Linked DNA regions of Sus scrofa: region 1 is linked to region 2. Evidence: chromatin contacts called from public Hi-C data. All regions are on one chromosome and are shown on one strand. The core of a region is the stretch at or near the end of the contact, and the rest is flanking DNA. Distances in the headings are between cores, read along the strand shown.

Region 1 (3,248 bases), core at 235-2,734, 100 kb after region 2:
ATTCCACATGTAAGTGGTAGCATATGACGTTGGTGTCTCACTAGTCTGACTAGCTTCACTTAGCACGACAATTTCTAGTCCGTCCATGTTGCTACAGATTACATTATTTCATTCCTATTTATTTATTTATTTGCCTTTTGTCTTTTTAGGGCCACACCTGCGGCATATGGAGGTTCCCAGGCTAGGGGTTTAATCGGAGCTGTAGCCGCCTGCCTATGCGAGAGCCACAACAACGCAGGATCTGAGCCACGTCTGTGACCTACACCACAGCTCACGTCAACGCTGGATCGTTAACCCACTGAGCAAGGCCAGGGATTGAACCCGCCTCCTCATGGTTCCTAGTCAGATTCGCTTCCGCTGTGCCACAACGGGAACTCCTTTATTTATTTTTGTCTTTTTAGGGCCGAACCCATGGCATATGGAGGTTTCCAGGCTATGGTTTGAATCAGAGCTGTAGCCGCTGCCCTACACCACAGCCACAGCAATGTCAGATCCAAGCCGCGTCTGCAACCTACACCATTAGCTCGCGGCAGCGCTGGATTCTTAACCCACTAAACGAGGCCAGGGATTGAATCTGCATCCTCATGGATCCTAGTGAGATTCGTTGCCTCTGAGCCATGACAGGAACTCCCCTCATTCTTTTTTATGGCTGAGTAATATTCCATTGTGTGTACATACCACATCTTCTTTAGCCACTCCTCTGTTGATGAACATTTAGGTTGCTTCCATGTCTTGTCTGTTGTATATAGTGCTGCAGTGAACATTGGGTACAGGTGTCCTTTTTTTTTTTTCTTTTTGCTTTTTCTAGGGCCGCATCCATGGCATATGGAGGTTCCCAGGCTAGGGGTTAAATCTGAGCTGTAGCCACCGGCCTACTCCAGAGACACAGCAACGAGCCATGTCTGTGACATACACCACAGCTCACGGCAATGCCGGATCCTTAACCCACTGAGCGAGGCCAGGGATTGAACCTGCAACCTCATGGCTTCTAGTTGGATTTGTTAACCACTGAGCCATGTTGGGTACAGGTATGTTTTTGAGACATAGTTTTCTCTGGATGCCCAGGAGTGGGATTGCTACATTGCATGGTAATTCAAGTTTTAGGTTTCTGAGGACTCTCCATACTGTTTTCCGTAGTGGTTGCACCAATTTACATTCCCACTAGCAGTGTAAGAGGTTCCCTTTTCTCCACACCTTCTTTGGTCTTCAGATATGTATCTGCTTCAGAAAGCGTATTTGCTTTCCTCTCAAATACTGATGTTTTAGCATCAGTATTTAGTTCACAAAGGTTATTGGATTTGAAGGAAGAGCCTGGTGAGTGTTAGCAATTTCCCCCAAGGGCTCCTGCACTGCCCAGCCTCTCTGCAGAGTTGGGTGGGTCATCTGGGATGAGGTCAGTGGGAAGCCCCACTCTACACCTGAGCCATGGCCACAGTGACAGTCCTCATGATGCTGTCAGGCACACCCAAGTGACTCTCGGACAGAGGAAGGGGTGTTCAGCCCCACTTCCTCTTCTTGGTATCACTTGAGGACATGATCTAGACAGGCGGGCCGGCTTGGCAGGGGAAGTGGGAGCCCTGCCAAGATAAACATGTTTGTGTTGGGAAGTCACAGCTGACAACACGTAGAGAAGACAGGCTGCTGAGACAGGGTGCTCCATGAAACAAAGGTAGTCTTCTAGGGAAATACCGTGTTTTGCCTACCATTTGGCAAATACTGTGTCCAAATCCTAACACTCAGTGCTGGGAAAGAATGTGGTGAGAGGGCTTAGGACAGGTGCTCATCCTTTTGCACCTAAAGTAACTTGTCTTTTTTGGTGTTCCTTTTGGGAAAGTAGTTTGGTAACATATGCTAAAAGCCTCGAAAACATCTGTATACTCCTCTGTTCAGGAAACTAGGCTCTGTCTTCCAGAAACAACAAGAGATGTGGGCAGTGGTCTGTGAATGGGAGTGTTTATCCCAAGAGCACTTACAATGCCAGATACGGAAACTGACCTGCACACGTGAGAGTAGGAGAACGGGAAAATAAAACACAACTCATCTGAGGAGGAGAATATTATTGCTGAATTTTAAAAAGTCTGAAAACAATGCTTTGTAAAAGGAAAAAAGCAGAGTATAAAACTATTGGTAGAATGGAAGCAATTTTGTTAACACATTTTGAAGCATGGGAGTTCTTGTTGTGGCCCTGCAGAACCTGACATAGAGTCTGTGAGTTCATTCCCTGGCCTTGTTCAGTGAGTTAAGGATCCGGCATTGCTCAAAGCTGTGGTGTAGGTCGTGGATGCGGCTCGGATCTGGTGTTGCTGTGGCTATGGCTGTCACCTGCAGCTGCAGGTCTGACCTGACCCCTGGCACAGGAACTTCCATATGCTTCAGAGATGGCCATAAAAAGAAAAAACATTAAAGTATGCCTACTCTCACATACACATGTGAGATATTAGCAGCTATTTGTTTCTTGCTTGTTTTTTTAAATTCTTATGGCTGCAGCTTTGACCTACACCACAGCTGCAGCAATACTGGATCCTTTAACTCACTGTGCTGGGCTGGGGATCGAACCCATGCCTCCACAGAGACCCAGCTGCTGCAGTTGGAGTCTTTAACCCACTGCACCACAGTGAGAACTCTAACAACTATTTGTTTTTGATGGGATTATGAGTGATAGAAATTTTCTCATTCTCCCCACCCTCCCTCCTTTTTGTAAATAATAAATACGCATTGATTTTATTAGACAACTGTGGTAAAAACGTGGAGCAAGACGTGGAGGAGCCCATATAGACGTTAGTGGAGAGTTGGACAGTGGAGGCAGAGAGGAAGTGAAAATAAGTGCTGTCCATTCTGCATATTATAGCTACTAGGTCATTTTATATGATGTTTCTACATTATCTTAGTCAGGACAAGGACCTTAAGGTGTCAAAACTTGGGCTCCGCTTCCGGTGATGGGGAAGCTGAGACTTACGGGGAGGGGTGTAGAAAGTTGCACCGGGTTGCACCCCGAGGATATGGCCCTGCAGCCTGGGCTGCTTTGGTTGTTCTCTTCCCCAGGGACCTTTTAGTAGGGGAGAGGTTGGGACATCTGTGACCTGGCTTTCAGTATGGTCAAACCCTGAAGATGCTTGGCAGAGGTGGAACAGCCACCAGCTGCTGGAAGTTTTGTGAGCCTGCCCCATCCTGTCCTGGCTGACAGAGTCACGTCTGGCACCAGATGGTGCACCTGTCATCTGAGTCAGGGCTGGCCACAGGGGCTGGCG
Region 2 (3,065 bases), core at 235-2,734:
CATAATCTCTGTGAGGAAGGTATTGTCCCAATTGAACAGGTGAAGAAAATGATGCAAAGAGCCCCGTGTGGCAGGTGAGGCCAGACTTGCACTCAAACACTTACTTACAAGGTAGGCAGCTGGCCCCATCTTGCCACCTGATTCTCTTGTATTCTCTGTTAGCTCTGCTATCCCCTTCTAGAAGGCCACCCTGGAGATTGGGTAGTCTGCCCCTTAGCTCTTATCCGCAAACTGTGAGTTGTTTAGGGTAACACAAGTGGTTAATGGAGGGAGCTAGACCTAAAACCCAGAACTCCAGTCAAATGCTCTTTTCACGCACCTGCACCACCACATGAGCACTTGCTCGGAATGAAGTAAGCTGCAGTAACTCCCATGCCTTCAGGCAGGAATCCTCCTGCAGGGTTAGTGGAATCAGGGCATATGGGGAAGCCTAACTGCGCAGTGAGCTGAGCTGCAGAGGTCTGACCATGCATCTGAATGAATCTGCCTAGGCAGATTCTCATCCAAAGATTTCTGGAGAGAAGGTACTGGAGTATTTTAAGCATGGGAGTGAATGGAACACATGAAATTTTCAAAGCTCACAGTGTAGAATTAACTGGAGACTGGATTAAATACAGAGTGACAATTTAAGAGATGTTTATGCTCTTTCAGATGAGAGATGGTGGCAGCTAGGCTCATGTTGTTGAAACACTTAAGAGAAACAAGTGGACTGGAGACCTATTTAGGAAGTAAAATCATGATTTAGCTGTAGACTGCCTATGGGGTATGAATCCTGGCTGGGGTGTGACGTTGACTAAGAAGACTTAATTTGTTTCCTCATGGATAAAATGAAGATAAAACCCATTTTAAGGGATTTGGTAAAAAAAAAAAACCCGAAAATCGCTAGACCCACATTAAATATCAACAAATGCTTTTATTACTATGTATGAAAAATTTTTTTATTTTGAGACCTTTAAATACAGAATGGGTAGGACCCAAAGTGACTTGTCAACATTGTTAGATTTATTTCTCGTTAAGTTCATGTTAGTCTCGTGCTCCACAAGCTCGGCCTCTCACTCGGTGGGAACAGGGGTCAGAGAACTGTGAGAAATGAATCTCGGCGCACTAACATGTGGTGGAGGGCACTCCAAACTCGGGAGGGGTCCACCTATGGCCACATCCTGACCGTTTCATCTTCTGGGCTCGCAGACCCGTCATCCCTATATGGGTGTTCCTAGGAGACCGTGTTAAAAAGAAGCAAGCGACTGAAGGGCGAGGGCGTGAGCGAAGCCAGGTGGGGGCGGGGCGGGAAGGCAGGAGGCGCTGGCTCCTGGACCGGGGCTGGTGGCTGTGCCACCGCCTCCTCCGCGGTCCCCGCCCCTCTTTCCGGGGCTGCCGCGTGTGACGTCACGAGGAGGCGGGACTGGCCGCGGGGTAGGCGGGGGCGAGCCGCGGGGCGGGGCGGGAGGCGGGTGCGTCGCCTTGCGCAGGCCGCGGCGGCCGCGGAGTAGCGAGCTGCGGCGGACTACCCCGGCCCGTGTCCCAGATCTGATAACGCGCCCCGCGCCCCCTTCTCAGCCCCCGGCGCGTGCACGCCGGGGCCCTGCGGGGCTGGCCACTTAGGGAGCGGGCGGCCGGACCCCGACCGGCGCAGCGACCCGGAGCTCTCCCAGCCCAGGCGCACACGGAAGTGGTGAGTGTCACTGAGTGGAGGTGGAGGAGCCTGCGGCGGCCGCGGGCGACAAGAAGAGGGGCGCGGAGCCCGGCGCTTGCGGGAGACGCGGCCGCGGCTGTCGGGCCTCGCGCGCCGCTCACCCCGGGTCGCTCTGTGAGCGCGGCGCCGGAGCCGGGGGCCGGGCCCGGCCCGGCAGGGGTGGGGGCGAGCGGGGGCGGGCGGGGAAGGCGGGGGATTTCCAGCCAAATGGAGCCGTCCGGCGGCGGGGAGGTTAGGGGCCAGGACTACCAGGCCCTAAGGGGAAAGGTTAAGGTTTGCCGCCCCCTCCTCCAGAGCGCACGCCAAGTTTTCATAAACAAGCCTGAAACGCGCTGACATCCTGTTTATACCACCCTGAGATACAGGCGCTGGCTTGAGGTTTGACGTCCCTCGCTGTTGCGCGGTGAACTTGACCGCCAGCCCTTTGGCAGAATTGCCGGGGAGCGGGGGGCGGGGGTGCCGGGAGGAGGATTTTTCAGGCCTCTGGACCGAGGCTCGGGGTCTTAGGCATTTGGCTTCCTTGCCATCTAGGCGAGGGAAAGTTTCTGGGATTTGGGGCCCTATTTGGGGCAGGGGGCGTGTAAGGGACTCAGGAAACGCCCCCTCCCCTTGTCGGTTCCGTTGGGACTCTGGCCCTAGGCATCCAGCGAAAAGTGCGAAAGTCGCACCCTGGGTGTCGCCAGGGAAGAGGAACAGAGCCACTCGGGGAATTGTGAATCCGACTGTAAAGGGACTGGTTAGCCCGAACTGGGGCTGATCTCTGGTTCCTTGGCGAACTCCTCAGACCCCATCCGCGTGCGGTCGCCAAGCATGAAAGGGAGATGTCGCTTTTGCAGGATTAATAAACACCCCTCTCAAGTCACTCCTCTAGGTTCCAGGGATGTGGGCTCCTTAGATGTGTGTTTCCCCTAAAGGAACTTCTTTAAGGGACTAAATAAAGGCTATGATTATTGCCAGGTGTTGGTGCCCATTTTTTTTTTTTTTGGTATAATTGTATATTCTCTGAATTCCTGTGTGCCGTGGGGAAAAGGATCCCGTCCTCCGTACCACTTCTCTTTGTACCTGGTTCTGAGCTGTCTTCTGCCTGGTTGGAGATATATATATATATATATATTTTTTTAAAGAGTCCAGGGTTTTTCTCTCAGTGACAGGAATTTACAGCTGTATAAAATTGTCGTTTTTTTTTGGAGGAGGAAAGCATTAAAAGTCTGGCATTGTTAAGGCATGATTATAATGCAGAAACAATTAGCCGTGGTCATGGAATGTTGGCTTTTTTAAATTTTAATTTCCTTTTTAGAAAATTCAGTTACAGGCCTATACCCAGTGGAAAAAAATGTTAAGATGAGCATTTAATATTGATTAAATCTTTGTT

What was found. Hi-C and Micro-C count contacts between places; a contact is called where the count stands out from the background.
Region 1: a contact with region 2 is called in a Hi-C map of liver, with 2.0 times the contacts expected there. The contact joins the enhancer-like site here to the promoter of JAK1 in region 2. A contact is called at or near these places in 1 of 5 promoter capture datasets (liver), 8 of 47 Hi-C or Micro-C datasets (blood, embryonic fibroblasts, heart right ventricle and 2 more) and 2 of 2 datasets of contacts at active chromatin or transcription factors (alveolar macrophages and skeletal muscle).

Annotation. Positions count from the first base shown.
Region 1 is chr6:147,530,032-147,533,279 of Sscrofa11.1, forward strand. The region is part of intron 8 of JAK1 (Janus kinase 1); the gene reads left to right. Among named protein-coding and RNA genes, the nearest start is that of JAK1, 100 kb to the left of the region's middle. Within about 2 kb of position 1,485, at least 9 of the 83 cell types and tissues checked have an H3K27ac peak or open chromatin away from gene starts, as enhancers often do. A contact at or near this core is called in alveolar macrophages, liver and skeletal muscle, where this site is marked.
Region 2 is chr6:147,427,592-147,430,656 of Sscrofa11.1, forward strand. It overlaps JAK1 (Janus kinase 1), which reads left to right and starts at 1,485. Exons shown (of 25, transcript NM_214114.1): 1 at 1,485-1,672.